2 separate regions of the Bos taurus genome follow, and region 1 is linked to region 2. The links are chromatin contacts, called in public Hi-C maps. All regions are on one chromosome and are shown on one strand. The core of a region is the stretch at or near the end of the contact, and the rest is flanking DNA. Distances in the headings are between cores, read along the strand shown.

What was found. A called contact is a pair of places that touch in the nucleus more often than the background predicts.
Region 1: a Hi-C map of liver shows a contact between it and region 2, with 2.8 times the contacts expected there. A contact is called at or near these places in 3 of 11 Hi-C or Micro-C datasets (liver, skeletal muscle and skin fibroblasts).

The regions. Positions count from the first base shown.
Region 1 is chr5:96,967,846-96,974,661 of ARS-UCD2.0, forward strand. All of the region lies in intron 1 of GPRC5A (G protein-coupled receptor class C group 5 member A), which reads right to left. Among named protein-coding and RNA genes, the nearest start is that of GPRC5A, 9.0 kb to the right of the region's middle.
Region 2 is chr5:96,630,897-96,637,191 of ARS-UCD2.0, forward strand. It overlaps EMP1 (epithelial membrane protein 1), which reads right to left. Exons shown (of 6, transcript XM_010805480.4): 4 at 4,726-4,822; 5 at 4,485-4,625; 6 at 1,348-3,571. The coding sequence ends at 3,405. Among named protein-coding and RNA genes, the nearest start is that of EMP1, 20 kb to the right of the region's middle.

The DNA.
Region 1 (6,816 bases), core at 851-3,350, 340 kb after region 2:
GGATCTTAGTTCCCCAACCAGGGATTGAACCCATGCCCTCAGCAGTGAAAGTGTGGGGTTCTAACCACTGGACCACCAGGAAGGTCCCCATAGTGAACTCTTAATAAGCTACTCGTAAGGAGGGACATCCTGGATGACACATCCTGGAATAACATCCTGGAAAACAGGAGGTGATCCAACAGAAAATGTTACCAATAGCTAATGCTCCTTTTGGGGCTTCCTTGGTGGCTCAGATGGTTAAAAAAAAAAAAACAAAAACAATACCCTGCCTGCAATGCAGGAGACCCAGGTTCAATCCCTGGGTCAGGAGAATTCCCCTGGAAAAGGGAATGGCAACTCACTTCAGTATTCTTGCCTGGAAAACCCCATGGACAGAGGAGCCTAATAGCTTCTCAACAGATCTATAATTTTTTTTTTCTGAATTATTTAACGGTTTTTAAGTTTCTATGACACAATAGAAAGCTTTTGTTTTGTTGTATGCTGTTTATTTTTTTTATTTTATTTTTTGTCTTTTTGCTATGTTGCAGGGGTGCTATGTGAGATCTTAATTCCCTGATTAGGGGTGGACCCCATGTCCCCTGCATTAGAAGCACAGAGTCTTAACCACTGAGCCCCAGGGAAGTCCCTCTAAGCTTCACTTTGTAACCCGGCCATTCATTCAACCAGCACCACCGTGTGTCCATCATTCTTCCAGATGATCAACTGGTAAAGGGGAAACACACATCAGACATGTTTCTTCTATAGTAGAAAAAACAGATCTAACCTGCCACTGCTGCATAGCCTTCCCATGGACTCCCCTGGCCAGGGGTCTGTCACCTGGACTCCAACCCAGGGATATAACACCCTGGTCATCCCAACCGCATGCAGGGCACAGAGCAAAGAATGGGTTATGTTCTACCTCCGCAAGGCAGTACAGAATGAGATGCAAAAGGACAAAGAAAGGCAGATGAGCTTCAGATACAGGCAACCCCTGAAATACAAGGCCCCCCAAAGTCTGATATGGGTGGTACAGGACGGGGAGAGGGACAGGCCCCCCTGTCCATGCTGAGGATGCAGAAGAGGAAGGGCCTGGTCTAGTTCAAGGGCAGCATCCGCAGGGGAAGGGACCAGGCTCCACTTTCTCCTCCCTTAGCACCTCCTCGCCTCACTCCTCTCAGATTAATCATAAGGGCGGTTGCCAGCTGGAAAGGTATTTCTCTCACCCTCTGTGCCCCTCCCTGGCACTGCTCCTTCCCCACCCCTCAGGGCAGTGCTGTTGGCTGACAAGTTATTGTTGTCATAATTATCTGATAATTGTAAAGGACTCTGAACCAGTTTACTCTGAACCCTCAATCTTGAGAGACTGATGAGGTTTTCCACTAAGGGAACATTGTGGTGCTGCACAGAGGGGTGGTCAAGCAGAGACACCTGCCCCCCGCCCCCCTCACTTCTGTGCAGCTGCACAGGGAGGGTTTGTGTACTGGGGCCTCCTGGCACCCACAGACCAGGATCCAACACTGTGAGCACGCAAGGTGGGGGTCCCCGAGGAAAGAGAACCAGGTATGACTTTCTTAACATAAGAGAAAACATTTTTAACCTAAACCATTTTGCGATCTATGCCTGGCCATAAGACTTGCCCTTGAATAGGTCTCAGCAATTAACGATTTTTTTTTTTGGCTATACCTCTCATCATCTGAGATCTTAACTCCCCAACCAAGGATCAAACTCATGCCCCCTGCATTGGGAGCAAGGAGTCTTAACCACTGTACCATCAGGGAAGGCCCCACTAGGTTTTTTAGCCAGATCTCAAGCATCATTCTCTACATAGCTGCTTCAGCATACATTTGTAAAGGACAAAACTCCTTTTTAAGTTAATTGAACTTTAGAAATTAACAATGACTCTTTCATATCAAATGGATATCCAATTAAGGTTCATGGTTCTCAATTCTCTCAAATTAAGAATATTTGAAAACCTTTTCAAATGAAAACTTCTTGGTAATTTTTTTTTATCTGAGTGACTAATTTTTTGAAACTATCCTTCCTATTTCACCTCTCACTCCTCCGCCACCCTTTCCCCAACATGACAGCGATTGCGCAACGGGTCTGAAATGTCCCTAGCAGTTTACATTTTCTCAGAGGGAAATAAAACTGAACAAACTCACTCACAGCAGATCTGCACTGAGAAGGCATTGGGTCACGCAGGGAATGGCCCAGACGAGCCGCCACGATCGGGGATGGGGAAAGGGACAGGGTTCTGAGGAGCTGACGTCCTTTAGAAAGCAGGGTTTGAGGAAGAAAAGAGCAGTACCACCATTTGAGAATAGAAACCTCCAGGAGCTAAAGCAACAGCCTCGGAGAAGAACCTGAGGGCTGGAGCAGAAAGAGAAAGGAGACTAGAGGTCATGCAGTCATCATTCGTACCCAGAGTCAAGGGCAGAGAGACCTATGGGACTTCCCCGGTGGTCCAGTGGTTAGGACTCCATGCTCTCACTGCCGTGGCCCAGGTTCAATCCCTGGTCAGGGAACTGAAGTCTTGCAAGCTTTACAGCACAGTCAAAAAAAAAGGAAGGGTGGGCAGAGAGACCTAGAGTCCGACCAAGAAAGCAGGTGCTCTACAAAGGCCAAAGGAGGACAAAAAGAGACAATTTACTCTTGGACCTGCTCTGAAGAGGAGGGAAGGTCTCCTAACTCATTCTCACAATGGGTCAAGCATGGTTGTATACAACTCACTTGTCTAAGTCTTGCAATCACTTTTATTTTTATTTATTTATTTGGCTGTGCCAGGTCTTAGTTGGGGCACACTGAATCTTTTAGGTGTGGTATGTGGGATCTAGTTCGCTGACCCGGGTTGAACCCGGGCCCCCTGCTTTTCGAGCATGGAGTCTTAGTCACTGGCCCACCAGGGGAGTCCCAGGCTTAGGCTCTCAGGGTCACTCTCTTTGAGGCTGGGGGACGAGCCATCACCTGTACATCCTCAGCCCCTGCCTACCTCTCCAGCCTCATGGCTGACCATGCCTTCCTCATCATCCCCATATGTGTGCTTCTCATTGTCCTCCCAACAAGCCCCACTATCTCGCTTCAAATCTGCCATCCCCATCTGCATGGGACGTTCTCCCTGACATCCCTCACCTTAGAGGTCCCCTCTTCCAGGATGTTTCCCTGGATGCCCTAGTCTGATGAGAGATTGCTGTTGTTGTTTACTCACTAAGTCATGTCCAACTCTCTGCAACCCCATAGACTGTAGCCTGCCAGGCTCCTCTGTCCACGGAATTCTCCAGGCAAGAATAGTGGAGTAGGTTGCCACTTCCTACTCCTGGGGATCTTGCTGACCCAGGGATTGTGTCTCCTGCATTAGCAGGCAGATTCTTTACAGCTGAGCCACCGCGGAAGCCCCCTGATGAGAGAGATACATCCCCTGAATTCCCAGAGAGCCTCCACATCGCCTGCATTTATCACAAAATCCTGTAGTGCCTCTTAGTGAGTCTTTGTCTTCTAAATTCAAAACCTCCTTAAAGCAGGGATTGAGCTGTTAAAATTCTCTACCTGACCACTAGCCTTGCGCCTGACGCAGTGAAGGTGAAAGTCGCTCAGTCGTGTTTGACTCTTTTTAACCCAAGGGACTATACGGTCCATAGAATTCTCCAGGCCAGAATATTGCAGTGGGTACCCTTTCCCTTCTCCAGGGGATCTTCCCAACCCAAGGCTCAAACCACATTGCAGGTGGATTCTTTACCAGCTGAGCCACAAGGGAAGCCCAAGAATACTGGAGTGGGTAGCCGTTTCCTTCTCCAGCGGATCTTCCCAACCCAGGAATAGAACCGGGGTCTCCAGCATTGCAGGTGGATTCTTTACCAGCTGAGCCACCAGGGAAGGGCAAGCACCTAACCAGGATGGATGAGTGAGCATGTGGATAGAAGTAGAATCTGATGGGGAGCAGGGCTACTCTTGAGACAGTGGGGTGGGGTGGGATTCCTCATAAGCCTCCATTGCGTTCATCCCCAGCTCTAACTCCCTTTCACCCATCCTCCTTAGGTGGGTCTGAGGTAGGAGTCTGGCCACAGCTGGGCTACTAAGTGATTCCAGGGGCCTCCAGGTAGCTTGGATCCTGAGTAAGCAGATCTAAGCAGAGGTTTTACTGGAATCCAGTCATTCGCTCCCACCCAATTCTCTGATGACTAAACCCTGCACTATGGAGGAAGATGGTGAGGTTTCAGCATAGCCCCAGACACGAGCAAGGACCTTGAGTCATAAGGGTGAGACCCCCTTCACTTATTACAGCAGCTGAGCCAACCACGCCCATCTAGTAATCCACCAACACCCACAGCCAAGACCCCGACAGCCCTTGGTGCTGGCTTAAACCCTTTTCAGATGAGTCAGTGCATGACCGAAAGGTTAAAAAAACAAAAGACGGAGGAAAGAGAAAGGGAAAAGAAAAAGAACCAAAGCGGGGGTTGCGGGGGGGAGACGAGAGGGAAGCAGGGAGGGAGGGAGTCACTGAGCTCTATTCCAAGGCCTCTGACTCCGATCTTTAGGACAGAGGGGTTTCAGCTGCCTCTCTCTGGTGGACACCATCTCCTGGAGCCTCCGTTCTCTCCTCTATGAAAGGCAGCTGGGTGCTGAACTAGGCATTCTGAGCCCATGTCCAACTTTGTAGACAATTCCCAAGTCTCTTTCTCCCATCCCCTCATCCTGCTTCCTGCCCCATCTCCTGTCATTAAAAGAATCTCTGCCCCAAACTACTAACGAAACTCCAGACCAGGGCTGGAGGTGAGGTTGAAGGGTCTGAGTACCGGCTCAGGACACAAGGGGAACACTCGCCTGCCAGACAGAGCTGCAGAGTCACTGGAGCAGGACTGACCCTAGAGTGGCCCTGACCGACACAGGCGTTGACGGGGATGCAAGGTCAAATGCCAGCATGTGAAGGGTCTCTCAGGTGCTCCTTTCCAACCTCTGAGACTCCTCTCTTCCCAGAGATGTGGGGAGGGTGTCTGGAGTTACTTACATCCAGACTTAGTAGGTTGCCTAGCTGGCTGTATGCAACCCTCCCCAGATTATCTGAGCAGGAATTACCCATGGCCCTGAATTTTGCCCAGAGCTGATCTTACATTCCTCCTTATATAAGATTTATCTCATTCTATCATCTAAAAAGAAGAAGACATCAGGTGGTGAAGACTCCGCCTGCAATGCGGGAGACTCGGGTTTGATCCCTGCGTTAGGAAGATCCCTTGGAGGAGGAAATGGCAACCCACCTCAGTATTCTTGCCTGGAGAATTCCATGGACAGAGGAGCCTGGCAGGCTACAGTCCACAGGGTCACAAAGAGTCGGACACGACTGAAACGACTTGGCACAGCACATACAGGGGCTTCCCGGGTGTTGCTAGTGGTAAAGAACTCACCTGCCAAAGCAGGAAACTTAAGAGATGCAGGTTTAGTCCCTGGGTCAGGATCATCTGGGAGGCCCCTATGTATATATATATACGGTCCCTGGGTCAGGAAGATCCCCTGGAGGAGGAAATGGCAACCCATTCCAGTATTCTTGCCTGGAGAATCCCATGGACAGAGGAGCCTGGTGGGCTACAGTCCATGGGGTAACAACTGAAGTAACTTAGCACGCATATATATAACAGATTCCCTTTTCTGTACCCCTGAAACAAACACAACATTGTAAATCAACTATACTCCAGTAAAAACAGCAAAAAAAAAAAAAAAAACTTTCAATAAAAAGAAGAGGATAATAATGACCTCTTAGGATAACTGCCTGGGGAATGATAAAAAATAACTCAAATGTTTGTTAAGTCAAGTCAAGTCTTCACAACATCCCAGCCTGGTGTTTGTTAAGTCAAGCCAAGTCTTCACAACATCCCAGCCTGGCAAATTGGCAATTTTCTAGCATTTTAATTTTCTCTCTATTCTGGAATTGCCACAGTCCATCAGTAGTAATAACAATAGTCACAATATAAATATGAATAATACAAATGACAACTACTGTCACATGTGGAGACCCCTTAAGAGCCAGACTCGATGCTGAGAGTTTATACGTTTCCATGTGTATTCACTCATTAACATGGTTTTACATCTATTTTATCATTTAATATTCCTACAGCCCATTTTGTAGGTGATAAGACTGATTCTTAGAGAGATGAATTTACATATTCAGTGTAACAAAGGAAGATTATCCCTTTATGAATAGTCTTAATTAGAATTTAATCTTTTGTTTCATCCCTAAATCACTATTATGCTCCCTGAAGCTTTTCTCCCTGACTCCAGCCTCTATTTATTTTCTCATTTTTATTTTTTTCATTGACGTGTAGTTAACGTTGTGTTAGTTTCAGGGGTACAGCAAACTGATTCAGTTATGCATATTTATATTCTTTTTCATATTCTTTTCCATTATGGTTTATTACAGGATATTAAATACAGTACCCTATGCTACACAATAGGACCATCTTATTTATCCACTCTCTATATAATAATTTGCATCTGCTAACCCCAAACTCCCAATTCATCCCTACCCCAGCCCCACTTCCCTTTTGGCAACCACAAGTCTGTTTAAGCCTCTCTCTATTTAAACAACATCTGAGAAGGCTCCAAAGTAAGCAACTCTGTAATTGGTCAATCTTCCTGTCAATCAACACTTAAGTGTGTACTTTGTGTCAGGCGCCGTGTTAAGTATACAAATCACTCGGACCCTCAGACCCAGAGTGTGACCGCTGCCCCAGGACGACCAACAGAGTCACACTGACACACAAATAAGGGTTGTAGAGTGTTTGGGGAATCTTGAGGGCACACGGAAAACAGTGAAACCCCACTCTCCCTAATGGGGTTTGTTTTTTAAAA
Region 2 (6,295 bases), core at 1,750-4,249:
CCTTTGTAATTATTTTATGAGATCGAGGGAAAGTTGTGAAATCAAACTAAAATAGTAAGATTTCATCATTTCCAAAAGCCTGTCAATTATTGTACCAAGGAATAGGAATCATTCTAATGTTCCTAGGTAAACTGGATTTAAGCTATTGATATGCTAATAAACATGGGGAAATTAAGATTGATTCTAAATCTTGCAGTTGCAGAATAGAACAAGCAGTCCCAAGTTTAAGAACCTCCAGTTTAAAAAATTATATATTTGAAGCCAGTCAGAGTCATGCTACCTACCACTTTCTCCTATATTCAGTGGCAAATTCTGACATGACCAGGGAAGAGTGACTCCCAGGCAGCCATGCCCCCTTGGCGATTGACTCCTATTCATTTCCCATCTCTGCCTCTATCAGATACACTCCTGTTGCAATGAGGGGTCTGGAGGGGCAACAGAGGGGTCCAGGTTTCAAAATCTGACTAAGTCATTTCCATGGAAGATAACAATAATAGTTAAATCATTATTAGACTTATTTTCCAGGCTAGACTTACAAAAGTCATTTTAGCCCATATCATAAGTAAGATCATTTTAAATTATCTCTATGGACCATATGCTGTGAGTTCCAGACAATCAGCTTAGGAAGATAACTTTTGGAACCAACACACATAGGTCTCTAAGTGGCTATCAATAATCAATGCAATTTGATTAATTTAAAATATGTCAAAGTCTTATTTTCAGCTTTCATTGTGGGGTTTTTCTGTGTGTGCTTTACTCTGTGTAGTGATTTCATCCAAGGCCACCAGGGACTAAAAGATGACCTACTCCACATTGCAAGCACTCATCATATTGGTGTCACCATGAAACTGGGGTGTGCAGCATCAACTCTGCCTTCCACTCTTGATTCCAGGCCTCACTGCACCCAGAAAGCCTCAAAGCTTTCCTTCTGTCATACAGGTACATCCTAGGTTGTGCAATGAATGGGTTCGTGCAAATGTATGTGATACACACCTTTGCGAATTGCTTTATATGTTAAAGACACATTAGTGGAGTTGGCTATTTCAAAGAAAATTAGCAAGTGTCTCATTTCTTAATATCATAAGCCATTCTAATTCAAGATAATAACCTCTAATAGTTTGTGAAGTTCCTCTTTTTTTTTTTTTTTTTTTGCTTAAAAGGCTTAATGAAAGCAAGATGAAAGTATAGTAACATTCAGTTTTCTGAAAGAGTTATTGTATAAATGCCTAATGCATAGGAAGTAGCTTATTATATTGGATAAATGCCAAGTTGTCCAAATCAAACTGATTGACAACTTAATTAGGGGAAAATGTCATACATTTTTAGAAAGAAAACACCCACACAGTATAGGGAATCAGAATCTGTTTTTATATGCCTAGAGCTATAAACATTTGTATCAAAATATTTACAATTATAGTATATGAAATATCAATCTATTAAAGAAGAAGCCAAATACAGTACTAGAACAACCCACCAATGTAATGCAAATTACATGAGACATAAATGGCACAGAAACAAAAGACCAGGGAATACATGGTTCACTCCAGTCATAGTTTAACTTTTTAACACAACGCTAGTATCTCTTTTGGATATACCTGATATGCAAATCTGCCTCTGCACTCAAGACAGCCTTCTATAATCGCATGATCATTAAATCATAATTAAAAAGTTCATCGTCCCACATTTTTTTGCTTCCCAACCCATTTACCCCTAGTCCAGATAATTTGGTGGCCCACCCTCCACATTCCCCTAACCAGAATGAACATAAAGAAATAAACTTAGTAATAATCCTTTTATATAAATACCAGCAATTGTGGCATAACAGCTCCCCAAAAGGAAAACTATATAAGAAATGGAATGAAGGGGGAGCTGGAAGAAGAAAAGTAGGCAAGATGTCTCAGATTCTCCCTCGGGTAGATCTTCTCAAATTGATAAAGGAAGTGTCTTCCACCAAAACAAACAAACAATCCCTTTAGCCAGAATCTGAGATGGCTTAAACATAGCTGCGCCAGGCCAGAGCAATGACTGCTTAACCAGGATTACCATACTAATACCATACTTCTAAGTCCTACAAAGAAACACTCTTGCGGCAACAGAGAAGCTCAGTGACCATCGGACTGGGCACCACAAGAGTTTTTAGGGGTTTTTGCTTTTCCCTTAAAGAAAATATCTGCCCATCACCTATATTTTTATTTCTCTCACAGAAATTTTCTTATTTTCCTGGAAGTACAGACACTCTGTTCTTACTGTGACTGAAATCTAGTATGCTTAATACTTGACAATTGTATAGCACCTTTCACCCAAGGATGTGTGGTTTGGTTTGCATGTGTTTTAAGAAGCTTCCAAAATTGCCTTGCCTCATCCGTATTGTGGGACAGGCAGGACCTCTGATAGGCGACCCCTTCAGCTCATAAAGCTAGAGCCATCTCTGAGCCTAGGAGTTTTGATCCCCACCTTGGCTAATTAGATAAAACTTCCTCAAAAGGGTATAATTTAGGGGAAGAGTAACAGATTGAGTTGCAAGGATCTATGTCCATCTCTCTCACATCTTATACAACATGATTGCACAGAGAGAGGTTCCTAATAACATAACCCTGATATAATCCTGCTGTAGGACTGCCCCCTTTTCCCATAATTTGTGTGGTGCTCCCACCACTGAATTGCTTGTTTGTGGCTTTACAGAAATTCCAGAGTGCTGCCTTGGCTTTAAGCGAGAGACCAAGCAAAGTCCACGGCAAGAGGTCTCCACAAGGGACAGCTGTGTGAGGCCTGGTCTGAGTTGTGACCACGCCCCAGGCCTTCCACTGTGAAAATTTCTTTCTCAGTTTAGCTAAGCCACCAACTTGGCCTTAATCACTATGTCTCTTCTTCCCATTTTGTCACAAATACCACAGAGTTAAATCTCTGCTTAACAAAGAGGGATCCTGGCACACTGGCCAAAGTCCTCCCTCGAGCCCTTCACATGGTGATGTTTTGCTCTGGGTCAGAAGGGCAGGATGGCTTCCAGGCTTGGCTTATTCCACACAAAAACAATATCTGCCCTGGCCGGAACTTGTACCGCTGTGATAACTGGGTGCAGTGAGTCTGAAGACTGAATTCACCCTCGGAAGTGGAGCCAGTGATGTGGCAGCTGCTGGGGCCCCAGGCAGTGTGTGTAACGGAGAACAGCTGGAGGCCAAGCCACATCCAGGGAGCACCCGTCCCAGCCAACGGCTTTCTCCCAGGGCAGGGGCTGGACAGTACAGGACCCCCTCCATCATGTTTGGGTTTCAGCCCCTCCCCCCTTCCATCCCCTCCCCCCCATCCCTCTCCTGGTTTTTCCTGCTTAGCAACTTCCACTCCCCTCCCAAATTCAAGGGCTCCCTCCTCCCCACCCCCCAGGTCCCCAGTAAATGTGTTCAGCCTTATTTCTTTCTCAGGACCAGATAAAGGATGCCGATGATGAAGCTGAAGCAGAAGCAGATCCAGGTCAGGATGAAGGAATAGCCGTGGTGACTCGGCTCGTAGTTGTTTATAGAGCCGTTGGCATAGTGATGAGTGTAGATGGAGGCCCCCACCATGACGCACAGCCCTGCAGTGGGGAGAAATGATTCACTGTTGGTTTGGTTTCTTAACATTCAAAGCGAGAAAAAGATTTATAACTTTAGAAAGATCCTATGTTCCTCGTGGGCGATGGGAAAATGAAATCTGAAATTTGGCCCCCAGCGGTGGTTCTGTTGATTGGCCCCGAACCAGGCTTGATGGTTATGTTGCTGTACCATTGGTGTTTGAGTTCTCACACCTGCACTGGTTTGTGTGGCTGTGAAGTAAAACACAGCTTCTCTGGTCTTCCCCACCTCCTCTCCACTGGCTTTCCCATCTAGACCCCAGCACACAAGGACAGGCTGCCCTTGGGGGATGCAAAAGAATACACCTTCCATCAAACTGTGTGGTGTATTGGGAGAGAGGCAATGGCCATCAGCAATTTCATCTATCTAAGGACTCCCACATCCCCTGCCCCTTCAACTGTCTTGTATACAAGCTCTGGCTTCCCAGGTAGCTCAGTGGTAAAGAATCCACCTGCCATTGCAGGAGACACAGGTTCAATCTTTGGGTCAAGAAGATCCCCTGGAGGAGGAAATGGCAACCCACTCCAGTATTCTTGTCTGGAAAATCCCATGGGCAGAGGAGCCTGGCAGGCTACAGTCCATGGGGTCACAGAGTCGGACACAACTGAGTGACTGAGCACGAACCCATACAAGCGCTACAGCTGGGCAGACCCCGGCTCCTTGGTGTCTGCCCAGGAGCCCCAGGTTTAAACAGTGAAGCTGATGAGGGTTCTTATTTCAAGTAGCTATCAGGGGTTCTCCCCAGGAGCACAAATAACCAAGCCAGTAAATTGTACAAGGCAGTTTCACTGCTCCTAGTGCTCAGCTGTTCAAGCCACTGAGAGCCCCCAGGGTAAGATCTACAGGAAAGCTTTTTCTGAGTAAGCTGATACTCACAGCACACCAGCATGGTGGCCCCGGAGAGGAAGAAGCGGTTGCCTTTCTCCATGGTGAAGAGCTGGAACACGAAGACCACGAGGGAGATGACGGAGAAGATGATAGACAGGATCATGAAGGCCTGCACAGCCTTGAGGGCATCTGTGGACAGAGGGCAGGGGGAGTGAGGATGTCAGGCTACCCAGTCCCCAAGGGGCTGGCCATTCCTCAAGGGCACTGGGTACAATATCTTGGCACGTACCTTCACCAGCGTAGGAAAGGTTGTCACCACAGCCACCAGAGGTACAGTTTTTCCAAAGACCTACTGATCCTGTTCCCAAATCTGACACCACCCAGACCTGAAATCAAAAAGACATAAAGGAACTCTTCTCAGTACTCTGTTAGGTGGGAAAAGAATCTGAAAAAGAGTGGATATATGTATATGTATAGCTGATTAGCTCTGCTGTACACCTCAAGCTAACACAACATGGTAAATCAACTACAGTCCAATTTAAAAAAAAAAGAAATTTAAAAAACTGTTTAAAAACTAACTCCCTGGCTTGAAAGAAAAAGAAACAATCATCAACTTGTGTCTAGACTAAATCTTATGGAAGATGCCATATTTAGCCATAAACACGGCTAAGAAGCTCATTTCTAGGTGGAAATAACGTCTTGCTAAAACTGAAGTCGCAGAGGTCCCAAGAAAAAAAGAGAAAGAAGAATGTACGACCGAGGAGAAGTTACCTCACTCTCTGGACTTCACATCTCTCATTACTTAAAAAAGAAAGATTTAATTCAACCATTGGGTTTTTTGGGTTTTTTTTTTTAAATCATTCTAAGGCTCTAAGAAACGGAAACCCTGCGTGAGGAAATTGATTTTAAAGATGTACAATTCATACACCCTACCAAGACTGTTTCCAATAAAGGGCCTGGCAAAGAAGGTGAAAAAAGCTAAGGAAAAAATGATCAACTGGAAAAAAAGGAAGAAACATAAAGGCAGCAAAGAAAACAGCCTTGAGACTGGGAGATCAATAAGCCACGTTCATCTAAATAGAAGGATAAACCTTGATTGCCACAACATGAAAAGTAATTTCATAATAACATAGTCCAGTCAGAGCTATCCTGTGGGGGTAGCTGAAAGTAGAAAAACGACCCAATATGTATTCACCGAGGCTCACCACAGTGCCAGCGCCCCCTCCTTCCAGGCCCAAGAGAAACAGTTATCCTTCTGGGATGAAAAGCAAACGCCCAGCCCTGTCCACACAGAGTGTCTGTTCATGTGGGTTACTGGAAAAGCAGGGCCAGGATGTCCAATCGCCTGCCTGTTCTTGACTTAATAAGCAGCTGTGTGTTCAGCCCCATGTTAGAGGCTGATAATTCAGATTTCAGCACTGGGCATCCATTAAAACAGTTTGAAGCCATTTACTGGACCTGGTAAACTGAGAGACTCGGTGGTGGGGGAGGGGGTTGTACAGAACACTAAATTCAAGTTTGGAGGAGTCCACACGGCGAGGGGTCTGTCATCACAGTGATGTCTCACTGATTCTTGTTTATAATCGTACCCACCGATGCTGGTAAAACTCTTCTCTCTGAAATTTAAAACCCATTATCCTTCAACTGTAACAAGGACCCACAGAGATTCCGGGATCATATCTGTTTATCTAGTGATGCATGGCCTTGGTTTTTAGGTCCAAGGAGTTGTCTTGTTTTTGTTTTTTCCGAGAAAAGCAAACTGGACTCTGCAAACTACCACTAGAGGTCAGAGTAGCCCCAGATTCAGAGAGCAGAGCCTATGGCTTACTCTGTATTTTTAGTCTTTTTTTTTTTTTTTT